2 separate regions of the Mus musculus genome follow, and region 2 is linked to region 1. The links are chromatin contacts, called in public HiChIP or PLAC-seq maps. All regions are on one chromosome and are shown on one strand. The core of a region is the stretch at or near the end of the contact, and the rest is flanking DNA. Distances in the headings are between cores, read along the strand shown.

Region 1 (5,699 bases), core at 815-3,314:
TTCCAAACTCCCTCCCAGATTGTCAACAATAAGATTCAAAAGATGGTTTAAAAGCAAAACTTCGGCTGGGAACGCAGCCCCGCTGGCAGAATGCTTGCCTAGGACACGGGAAACCATGTGTTCAATGCCATTGCCGCAGGAACTGCACACAATGCTGCACACCTATCATCCCAGCACTTAGAGGCTGGAGGCAGGAGGATCGGAAGTCAAGATCACCCTGGGCTACAGGAGACCCTGTCACAAACAAACAAAACCCGGAATAAACAGATAAACAAACCACAAAACCTTCTCCTCAGAGTTCTCCCTCTTTAGAAACAGATGGTGAACCTACTCAGTTGGCCTGGTCCAATTTCAATTTACTAGATCACTTTTACTTATTACTCTCGAGAGTCTTGACTTGATCCAGGACTCATATTGTCCCTCATCAGGGCACCAACGTAAAGGGCACTGCTGAGTAACCACGGAGCACTCTGCCAAATTCTATTCATAGCACTAGTGGATGAGGGATGTGTGTGTGAGTGTATGTGTGTGCACATTTTGAAAATATATTTCACACATAGGACATGGAATACCAATCAGGCATGGGGGCTGCATATGTAAGCCTAAAACTCAGGAGGACGAGGCAGGAGGACTGCTTTGAGCTCGAGACCAGCCTGGGCTGCACAATGAATGGAGTCCAAGCCATCCTAGGACACAGGGTGAGGATATGTCTCAGAGAGGAGGCAGGGGCTGGAGACAGCTCAGTTGGTAATGTGCCTGCTGTGTAAGCACTGAGACCTAAGGTGGGATCCCTAGAACCCGCACAAGAAGCTGGGTAGAGTTGGGGTCATCTGTAATTCCAGCAACACAGGAGGGAGTAGAGGATGAGGGAGGCTCACATCCAAACACAAGGACTTGAGACAGGAGGATGCCTAGGGCCGGCTGGCTAGCTGATGGAGTCAACCCCAGGTTCAGAGAGAGGCCATCTCAAAAAAAAAACAAAGTGGATTGCAACTGAGAAAGACGCTTAATAGCCTCTGGCCTTCACATGCACACATGTGCACGGACACACTAGTGTGCGTGCACACACAAAGTCACCTGCCATATCTGGCTTTCGACATTTCTTTTACTACAACCAGTGTGTGCCAAGCACCACCTTGGGTAAATCGGACACAAAGACAGAGAAAACCCTGTTCCCTGCGTCACAAACCTCAGTTATGAACGAAAACCCTGCTCAAGCAAAGAAACGCAACCCCGAAGGACGGCATTTGCTACCGCCCCGGCCCATGGGTGACATCCCAGAGGTCGGCTGCCAGGGGAAAGTTAAGTCACATGGCGGCTCCAGCTTTACTACACCAGCCACAGCCATAAACAAAGCCCTCTGGTGAGTGTCTCCGGCTGGAGGCCGGGCAGTTAGTTACAGGAGGTGCCTGTAGCTACAGAGAGAAGGCAGGAGACAGGGCAGAGCTTACACCAAATCCCTCCTCAGCGCAAGTTTCTACCTTCAGGGCTTTCATGGCCCTTCAAAGTCTTATATTCAGGCCAGTGGGATGACTCAGTGGGAAAAAATGCTTGTCACACAAACCCGACAACCCGAGTTTGAGCCCCAAAGGCTTGACGAAGGAGAGCGCCAGCTCCCTGGTGTCAGAGGACATCTTGACTTCTGTATGTATGGCGTGCTGTGAGCGTAGCTGCACGCACACGCACAGTAATAAAACACAAAATTGATTTAAAGAAACAAACTCTTACACTTCAGGATAAACCAGTTCAGGAGGAAACGCAGGAAAGGGCAGTCAAAGCTTACAATGAGAGTCTCACAATATTGCAGAGTTCTTTATTCTTGCTTTCCCCAGCCCACTGAAAACAAAAAGCTACGTAGCAGGCGGCTGGCTGGCTGGAGGCCCCTTCAGACACATGGTATGTGCAGAGAAAGCAGAGCTGCGTCTGCTATGCTCTCCAGAACCAAGCTAGCCACTCTGGCCTCAGAGAAAACCACTCCTTTCCTCTGGACACCAGAGTCTCCAAGGTCACCAAGCCCCGCCCGCCAGAGCCCGGTCTCTCTTGGCGCTAGTTTGCAAAAGCAAGTTCAAAGTATTCACGTAGCTTTAAACCACACCACGCTTCCTCTACCCCAGCAAATGAATCCAGCAGAGGTGGCCTAGGCAGCCAACTGGTCCTACGTGAGGCACGCAATGAAGACACTTGAAATCTAAACAAGTGGCATCCTCGTGACCTACGGGTGTCAGCTTTGCTCCTGGCAAGAGGCCTGTCATAAACAGAACCCCATTCTGCCTTGCTGATCTGCCCTGCCTCCAGACAGAGCTGTCCTGGCAGCCCTTAGCCCAGTTCCTCAAACCCACTTTGACTCGGACTGTCCAGCTACCCACCCTTCCCCGCTCTGCCTCCCCGAGTGCAGGATGCCTGCGGTCGGTCGGTTGGTTCTGGTCTTGGTGGTGGGAACTGCCACCTAGCATGGGAAAGGAAAGGGGGCAGGCAGTGATGGAGCCAGGGAGAGAGCTCAGGGTGTTAGCAGAAACAATGTGAAGGAGAATCAGGGGATGAGATGTGGGCTCCTCAAGCCAGACCTGCCATAGGAGAGAGAGCTGGCAGGCTCGGGGTCCATCTCATCTCTGACACTTCAGAGGAACAAGACTCTGGGCAAGGGACAGGGATGGCCCTAGGGCTAGTTAACACAATGTGTAACATCTTCAACCTGTAGGGGTTCTTGTTTGTTTGTTTGGTTGGTTCAGTGCTCAAGGTCTTGCGTATGCTAACATGCAGGCTCTGCCTACGGTTTCCATCAAACCCACTGCTTCATCCATCCCAGCTCTGACACAGCAGCCTCCAGCCAGTGTACAGCCCATACAACCCATGACTCCTTTCTCTCAAGCCAACAGCTGAGGTGTGGATGCTGCCAGTGAGGAACGGAAGGAGCCCAAGGCCTTTGGGCCTTTCTGTAACGTTTCCTGACAGCCTTGAGCTGCGGTGGGAAACAAAAAGGGCAACTGAGCACTGCCCTCACATGGCAGTGCAGTCTGGGAGAAGGCAGAGGACTAACCACGCAGGGCTAACAGCAATGGCACTCGAACCCATACACAAACCCATACACACTCGCAGAAGGAAGGCCACACCAAGACTGCCAAAGGGGCTTCTGGGAGGGAGGAAGAGGATGGCTAGAGAGTCTGTAACTGCAGGGAAGGCACAGGAAGAATGTTTCAGTACAAAAATGCTGTCGGGCAACTTCGTTGGCTAGGAGATTAAAAAACCCATACACATAAAATAAAAATAAAATCTTAAAAAAAAAAGAAAAGAATATGTAGTTATTCGAAAAGCATCTAAAAGTCTATGTAGGGAAGAAAGAAAGAGAGAGAGAGAGAAAGAGAGTGAGAGAGAGCGCACTTCAAAAAGGAACTGTAAAATCTAAGTGCTCTCGGGGCTGAAGAGATAGATGGCTCTATGGTTAAGAGCACTGGCTACTCTTCCACAGGACAGAAGTTCCATTCCCAGTATCCATACGGTGGCTCACAACCATCCGTATCTCCAGCGCCAGGAGGAAGAGCCAACACCCTCTTCTAGCCTTACCTCGCACTGCAGACATATGGCGCCCAGGCAGCCATGGAGGAGAATGCCCACACTTCTTAAAAGTGCTACTGCACCAAAGCCTTCACCTTAAGAACGGCAATGGTGGCGAGTGGGTCTATTGCCAGGGCTACCATAGACCCCCAGTACCACACACGGTGACAAGCTCCATGAGACACCAAACAAAACAATGGCACAGAGAAGCAGCAGTCAAGGCTGACACGGGACCTGTGGGGCTTGCTCTTATGACGGCTGAGGAGTGGTACATCTTTTGCACAGATGCAAAAGATTATCTCCTTTTTTTGGTGGCAGCAAAGGCTCTGGGGCTAACCAGGCCCTCTTCAACGCTTTCCACATCTTGTACTTGCTATTCTTAGCAGAACCACTGTAAAGGTCAATTTAATCAACACGAGAACTTTCTCGGTGCCAGCATAGAAAGAGACGCTGGGCAGCAACAGTTCTTCAGGCATGGTTTTAATTTGCCAATTTATGGGGCTGGAAAACCCTGGGAGCAGCTGGCTGGAGCCAACGTCATCCTCGCAACCTTAGGCAGGCGCTCAAGTTTTAAAGGTTAAGCGTGAAAAACAGGAAAACTGAAATCCATCACTGATGCTCAAAGTATACAGGACACCAGCTCTCAGCTGCTCCATATGAACGGCCCCGGGAGCACCCACTTCCGGCCCGGGAGTACCCACTTCCGGCTCTCTCTGCAGAGAGGACAAATTTCTAGTGGAAATATTCGCCGCCACCCTCACCACGGGCACTGAGCTACGCCCTGAATGCCCCTTACATCAGTCATATGCCAGACAACATGTAGGATGCTACAGCCATGAAAAGGCAACCGGCAAAGGGGGCAAGTTTCCACTGCTCCCAGGAAGGACAGACAGACAGGCACCAGTTGGACTCTGAAATACTAGTGACACAACAATGTTTTAGTTAGACAGCTGGGCTTGCAAGGAAGCTTCCCCAGGAAACAAAAATTGTAGATGGGAACTAGAAACTACACTCAGAAGTGAGGCCAGACTTTTCTAGGTGCCCTGCACAGTGGGCTAGTTACATGACCTGGGATCAGTCTGAAACAGGAGGGGTGGAGCCAAAACCCAGTACACAGAGATGGGGCCCTCTGGGTGTGCTGCCTTCAGGGGCACAAGCAGGTGAACCTGTGTATTCAAAGCCAGTCTGGGCTACATAGCAAGTTCCAGGACAGGCAAGGCTACATAGTAAGACACTGTTTCAAACAAAATAAGCATACAAGAATATGGGACCCTCAAAGGGAAAATACAGATTTAAAAAAAAAAAGCCCATAGTACAAAGTAGTAATGAAGAAGATATGAATGGAGTGGAGAGGGGCCTTCCCTCAAACTAACATGAGACTTGTCTGGAATACCCACTGTGGTGGTTTGAGTATGTTTGGCCCATGGGAAGTGGCACTATTAGGATACATGGCCTTGTGGGAGGAAGGGAGGTCTCCTAGTGCTCAAGTCTCACCCAGTGCTGAAGAGACCCGCCTCCTGGCTGCCTGAAGAAGAGTGAGTGTCTTCTGACTGCCTTCAGATCAGCAAGTAGAACTCTCAGCTCCTTTCCAGCACCAAGTTTGCCTGGATGCTGCCGTGCTGCCACACCATGATGATAACGGCTGAACTTCTGAAACTGTAAGCCAGCTCTAATTAAAAGTAAGAGTTGCCTTTGAGCTGGAGAGCTCAGAGGTTAAGAGCATTGACTGCTCTTCCAGAGGTCCTGAGTTCAATTCCCAGCAACCACATGGTGACTCACAACCATCTGTAATGGGTTCCGACGCCTTCCAAGACAGTGACAATGTTCTCATATATATATAATTAAAAAAAAAAAAAGTTGCCTTGGTCATTGTGGTGGTTTGACTACACTTAGTCCAAGGAGTGGCACTATTAGGTGGTGTGGCCTTGTTGGAGTAGGTGTGGAGGAAGTGTGTCACTGTGGGTGTAGACCCTCGTCCTAACTGCCTGGAAGCCAGTCTTCTCCCAGCTGCCTTCTGAACAAGATGTAGAGCTCTCAGCTCCTCCTGTACTGTGCCTTCCTAGACACTGCCATGTTCTCACCTTGATGATAACAGACTGAACCTCTTGACCTTGTAAGCCAGCCCCAGTGAAATGTTTTCTTTATAA
Region 2 (5,699 bases), core at 2,258-4,757, 290 kb before region 1:
TTTTGAGCACTCACTAAAGATAATTTAGGAAGACAGTAACTAGCTTTTAACATTTCCCATTTATTTTCAATTGATAATATTTCTAAACTATAGTAAAAACAAATTACATAGAGACAGAAAACATTTTGTTCCTTTTTTGAGATAGGTTCTCACTTGTAGCTCAGGCTAACCTCCCTTGTTCAAAAGTGCTGAGATTATAGGACTTTTTATTATTATATTAGCAAATTATTTCTCTATCAAATTGCTATAAAAGTTTCTAAGTAATAGAAGTCTCTGGGTGGTGTCCTGGATTAGTGAAATGTTCGTGGTGAGAGCATTAGTCTGGGTATCACGTTTCCAGCAGCCCTGCCTCAGAGCAGTCAGCATCCGGATGAGGACAGACCAGTGGGAAGTGTTTTCTGGAGAATTATGACCTTGCGAAGTTAATGGGGTGAAAGACATGGATTCTAAAGACATTTGGAAGTGTGAAGGAAGGCACATAGATAATTGGATGCGGCTTTAAGCTTGAGTGGGGAAAAATGCAGAGGCAGGAACAGGAACAGATTGGGGGGAAAAGCAGCTAGGTTGTTTATATCAAAAAGTCTGCATTTATGCCCTGGCGGTGCTGCTAGCTCACATCTTTGAATCCAGCACTCGGGTGGCAGAGACAGGAGGATCTCTAAGTTTGAGGCCAGCCTGGTCCACAAAGTGAGTTCCTGTACAGCCAGGGCCAAACAGAGAACCATGTCTTGAAAAACAAACAAACAAATAATCAATCTACATTAGAGCATGATTTTTTTCCTGTTTTTGTCTCATTCTGTAGCCCTGACAGTTAACCTTTTTATTTTTTAAAGATTTATTTATTATTATATCTAAGTACACTGTAGCTGTCTTCAGATGCATCAGAAGAGGGCATCAGATCTCATTACGGATGGTTGTGAGCCACCATGTGGTTGCTGGGATTTGAACTCAGGACCTTTGGAAGAGCAGTTGGTGCTCTTAACCACTGAGCCATCGAGCCAGCCCCCAGGCAGTTATCTTGCCTCGACCTAAGTGACATTTGCAGACATGACACTAATTTATTATAGTTCATAATTTGAGTTTACGTACTCAGATGCATTTGGAGTAGTTTCCTGCTAGCAGCTTGAATGCACCACCGCAGCTGCTTACAGTGAAAATAGACGACCAAGAGCATTTTACAGTCCTCTCACTTGTTGTTGCAGTAACTGTTGTTGGGCACTTGGCCAGGAAACTGTGACTCCTAAGCAAAGGGAGGAGTTACAGATGCAGTTCACCATTGCCAGAGAAATTCTATTCCAAATGGATTTGTGTGGAGCAACAGTGATATCCAATGACAAGTTAAATTAGACACAGAGGTGTTTTCTCCCACACTGTCTCAGAAGATACATGGTGTGAGGGGGCCTGGCTCGGGCTAAACAGTCTTTTAGAAATTAGGTTAACATCACACACACTCAAAAATTGTTTTAGGGATTTTAAGAAGAATCTTGTTATGTGACTTCAGAAACTACTTTACCCAGATAGTTTCAGTTTGCCAAACGGAAACCAGTGACAGATGAGGTAATTTTGCTTTGAATTATAGTCAGATCCAAACCAGAGGTTTGCTGTTTACAGAATTTCAAATATAATAAGTTGCATGTTTATGTTAAATCTTAGACTCTTAGATCCCTATTCTTAAAGCACATTGTAGTAATGGTTTTATTTCTTGCAGCTAATATCTGTACCTGAATGGAATTTTGCCTTACTGCTGTGGGATTTGATAGTAAATATTGCTAAAGGTGTTTTTACTGGAGTCTGTGTTTAGTTTTACAATGTTCCTGTGTATGTATCTCCTAGAAATTGTGAGTGTCAGCTCACAGCTCTTATCTGTGGGAATTCTGGATGATAGTTGGATTTATGATTCTGATTTATAATTGGATGCCTAGTTTAGCCATAACATTTTGGGTGATAATTACATGTTTTAAAGCATGCTTTTAATTTTTACAGATATGTTTATGCTCTTGAACATAGGTGAAATTATTCTGCTAGTTAATAGTTTAGTAAGACCATAGTAAGCTGGCACGGGCAGATCTGCAGAAAGGTCCTGGTATTTGTAGAGAAATTTGATTTTTCCCAAGTATGTAAATTTATTTGTTTTGAAATATGTGGGTCAGTGAGCTTGCTTTTCCGTTAATATCTTGTAGTTGACACAATATCTTACACTTCATTTAATTTGTAAACTCGGTGGGGAATGGCCATTAGTCTCAAGCTGAGAGATAAGTGTCTGTTGAAGTCTGTCCTGAGATATGTGAGGTCAGGGTTACATTTTCTCCTGTGCCAAAGGTTTCTCGTTCAGCCTTGGGTATTTGTGTATTTGTAAAGCTTAGCACATACATGCAGGAACTGTGTTTGGCTTAGTTCTCTGTAACAGTTGTTCCTTTGCTTATTACAGCTTAGCTTACACAGCAAATTAGATTTCATTTCTGTATACCTCCTTCTATGTTCATAGTTTATGTTAGGGAAAGAAAAGGAAAGCTGAGACTATAGGTGAGGTTTTCACATAAAGATCACCACAGAAGTGAGGGCATAGGAGTGATGCTCTCTTAAGTTTAGGAGGTGATTCTACGATTTAGAGTACTTGCTTTGAATGAAAAGGAAAGGATATTTGATGCAAGTTTCTCAAATGTATTTTTCCTAATTAAAATGTTTTATTAATATATTGTGTGTTCATGTTTGCGTGCAAATGTTTGTATGTGGGAACTCATGCCACCGCAGGCACTTGGAGAGGTCAAAGGACAACTGAGCGAGTGAGTTCTCTTCTTTGATGGTCCTAAGACTGAACTCAAGTCTCCATGCTTGGCAGCAAGAACTTTTACCCACTTGCCAGATCTTATTTTCTAATCTTAAGGACATACAAAGTTTTGTAGCTCTGACTATTCCCAAAGGATATTCTGTGATATTTGTCACAAAATGAGATGTGTATTCTAGCACACATCGGTAAATGTGTTGATGGAGTAGATAATGTGATTAGTCAACTCAGAGAGGAGTGAGACATGTGACTTGATGGATATTTAGCCATGGTTATTTTGGCAAAAATAGATTTTCTTATTCCTGAAATATGTTATTCCCAGCATTAGCAAGGGTACCCTGCTCTTGCTGTCTTTTCAAAATGTGTCTACTTTGAAAGATTTCCGTGGCTATGCAGGTGCAGCCTTTTTTTCCTCCCCTGACCAAGAAAAGAGCTTTGCTTTGCGACATTTCTTTTATGTTAGTGTCTTCCCTGCTACTTCAGCTGCATCTAAAGCCAGCTAACATCTGTTTTCTATCAAAATTGAAACTGCTTTTTAAAAATTACGTTGTTCTGGACCTATTTCTTAAGATGTGTGACGTGGAAGAGCAATCTTCCTCATCCCCTTGCTGCCTGTGTTAGCTGAGGTATTTTAGGCACATCAGCTGTTACAGCTCTGAGCAGGGCTTCATCCAGTTGGCCCCTTGTCTCTTGAAAAGCCTCAGCTGTAGTAGCTTTCGGTTTTTAGAGTTAGAACCATTATTTTGTGTCTTTCTCCTGTGTTGTTTTCAAAAGGATTTATGTAGGCGGGGATTGTCAGTCATCAGGTAGATTTTGCTCTCCGTGAAAAAGCAGGGTAAAACCTGAGGGGAGGATCACTGTGGTATTTGGAGCTAAGTAGCTGTGTGTGTGTGTGTGTGTGTGTAGCAGTTGTTGCTTTGTGATGTTTGCTTTTCTAGCACCTCAAACTACTAGAAACAAAGAACTAAAACAGAAAGGTTAGGGGAGGCGCCACTTTTCCTCTAGGTTCTTTTTTTTTTTTTTTTTCAGCTGACAAGATTTTCTCTTTCCTTTCTCTTACAATGCTTAAGTCAAGATAATGATGTTCCAAAAACTAGGTTTTTTAAAAAAGTTACTTACATTCCTGCCGTTGCTCCCCTCACCCCCCAACCCCCGTGGTTCCCTATCCCATCCCTCCTCCTCCTTGCCTCTGAGAGGGTGCTCCCCTCCCACCTAGCCTCCCTTCCCTTGGGCCTCAAGTCTCACGAGAGTTAGGTACATCTTCTTCCACAGAGGCCACACCAAGCACTCCTGTGCTATCTGTGTGCCCATGTATGCTGCCTGGTTGGTGGCTCAGTGTCTGGGAGCTTCCTGGGAGCTGGCTAATTTAAGACTGCTGGTCTTCCTATGGGGTCACCCTCCTCTTCAGCTTCTTCAAGCCGTCCCCTAATTCAACTATAGGGGTCCTAATAGTTGTGTGTAAGTATCTGTGTTTGTCTCAGTCAGCTGCGGGTAGAGCCTCAGAGGACAGCCATGCTAGGCTCTTGTCTTCAATTTCTTCTCCATTTTTGTCCCTGCAGTTCTTTTAGACAGGATCAGTTCTGGGTCAGAAATTTTGACTGTGGGTTAGTAACCCTGAGACAGAATTTCTCTGTGTAAGCTTGGTTGACCTGGAACTGACTATGTAGATCAGTGTGACTTCAAGTTCACATGAGGTCTGCTTGCCTCTGCTGGGTTAACAGGTGTTTGCCACACCTGCCCCTTACCTCCTCAAGGTTCAAGGGGAGTATAAAAATTTTATGTAATACTTCTTTCAGAATCTAACAGACTTACTGAGCTTACTGTGTGTGGGAGCAGTGAAATCCATGAGATGCAAATGGTTTTCATAGAAAATAAATGATAGTGTTTCATCTTCAATTGAATTATTTTAAGCAATTCTTTGGGAATGCATTCTTTAAAACTGTCCATTTTACTATAATTTGTAACACAAAGAAGTCTATAAAGTTTTTAAAGTGTGTGTGTGTGTATGTGAGAGAGAGAGAGAGACAGACACAGATACAGACACAGACACAGAGACACAGACAGGGTCACTATGTAGTTGAGGATCACCTTAAACTTCTGCCCACCCTGCCTCCACCTGGGGTTATAGGTGTATGCTCCATGCTTGGTTTTATGTAATGCTTGAGACTGAACCAAGGGCATTGTATATGCTAAGCTCCTTAGACCTTGGAGGTTTTTGTTTTTTTTTTTTTTTTTTTTTTTTTTTTAGTTTTAGACAGGGCTGCACCATGTATGGCCCAGCCTGGCTTGAGCATGAGGTTGGCCTGCCTCAGCCTGTTCCTTCACACCTGACTTACTTCCCTTATTATTTGTTTATTTGCTTGGGCTTTTGTTTTCTTTTGAGACAGGGTCTATTTGTGTAGCTCAGGCTGGCCTGGAACTCATGTAGCCAGCCCAGGCTGGCTTGTGATTTGTGATCCTCCTGCCTTAGACTCCCCACTGCTGGGATTACAGGAACGTGCTGTCACATCTAGCTTTATTTTTTGTTATGTTACAAAGTTTGGCTTTTAATTCCTGGCTTTGAATTTGCTACTCCTGCCTTAGCTAGCCTCCTCATTACTTCAGCATGGGCCTGCCTTACCACTGGATCAAGCTGTTAGTAGTCTCCAAGCAAGCAAATAGCAGAAAAGAAAACCCAATTGAAAAAAAATAGGCAGTTTATATGTCTTAGGAAGACATGTAAATTGCCAACAGATACATGAAAAAGTATTTAAAATCACAGATCATCTAATCTAAGAGGTTCAAATTAATATCACAATTAGATATACAAAAGTTTGGCATAAATTGTTATATCCACAGTGGAAAATGGCACCAAGTTTCCCAAAGAAATCAAAGTAATAAAAGTACCCAAAGAAAATGAGATCACCCACCTTGC

Evidence for each region. HiChIP or PLAC-seq counts read pairs in DNA pulled down with a chosen protein or histone mark.
Region 2: a contact with region 1 is called in an H3K27ac HiChIP or PLAC-seq map of heart atrium, with 5 read pairs. The contact joins two enhancer-like sites. A contact is called at or near these places in 3 of 115 datasets of contacts at active chromatin or transcription factors (astrocytes, cardiomyocytes and heart atrium) and 1 of 9 other capture datasets (embryonic stem cells).

The regions. Positions count from the first base shown.
Region 1 is chr19:46,638,201-46,643,899 of GRCm38.p6, reverse strand. All of the region lies in intron 2 of Wbp1l (WW domain binding protein 1 like), which reads right to left. Among named protein-coding and RNA genes, the nearest start is that of Gm36602, 25 kb to the left of the region's middle. Within about 2 kb of position 2,064, at least 128 of the 459 cell types and tissues checked have an H3K27ac peak or open chromatin away from gene starts, as enhancers often do. A contact at or near this core is called in heart atrium, where this site is marked.
Region 2 is chr19:46,924,894-46,930,592 of GRCm38.p6, reverse strand. The region is part of intron 2 of Nt5c2 (5'-nucleotidase, cytosolic II); the gene reads left to right. Among named protein-coding and RNA genes, the nearest start is that of Nt5c2, 35 kb to the left of the region's middle. Within about 2 kb of position 3,507, at least 58 of the 459 cell types and tissues checked have an H3K27ac peak or open chromatin away from gene starts, as enhancers often do. A contact at or near this core is called in heart atrium, where this site is marked.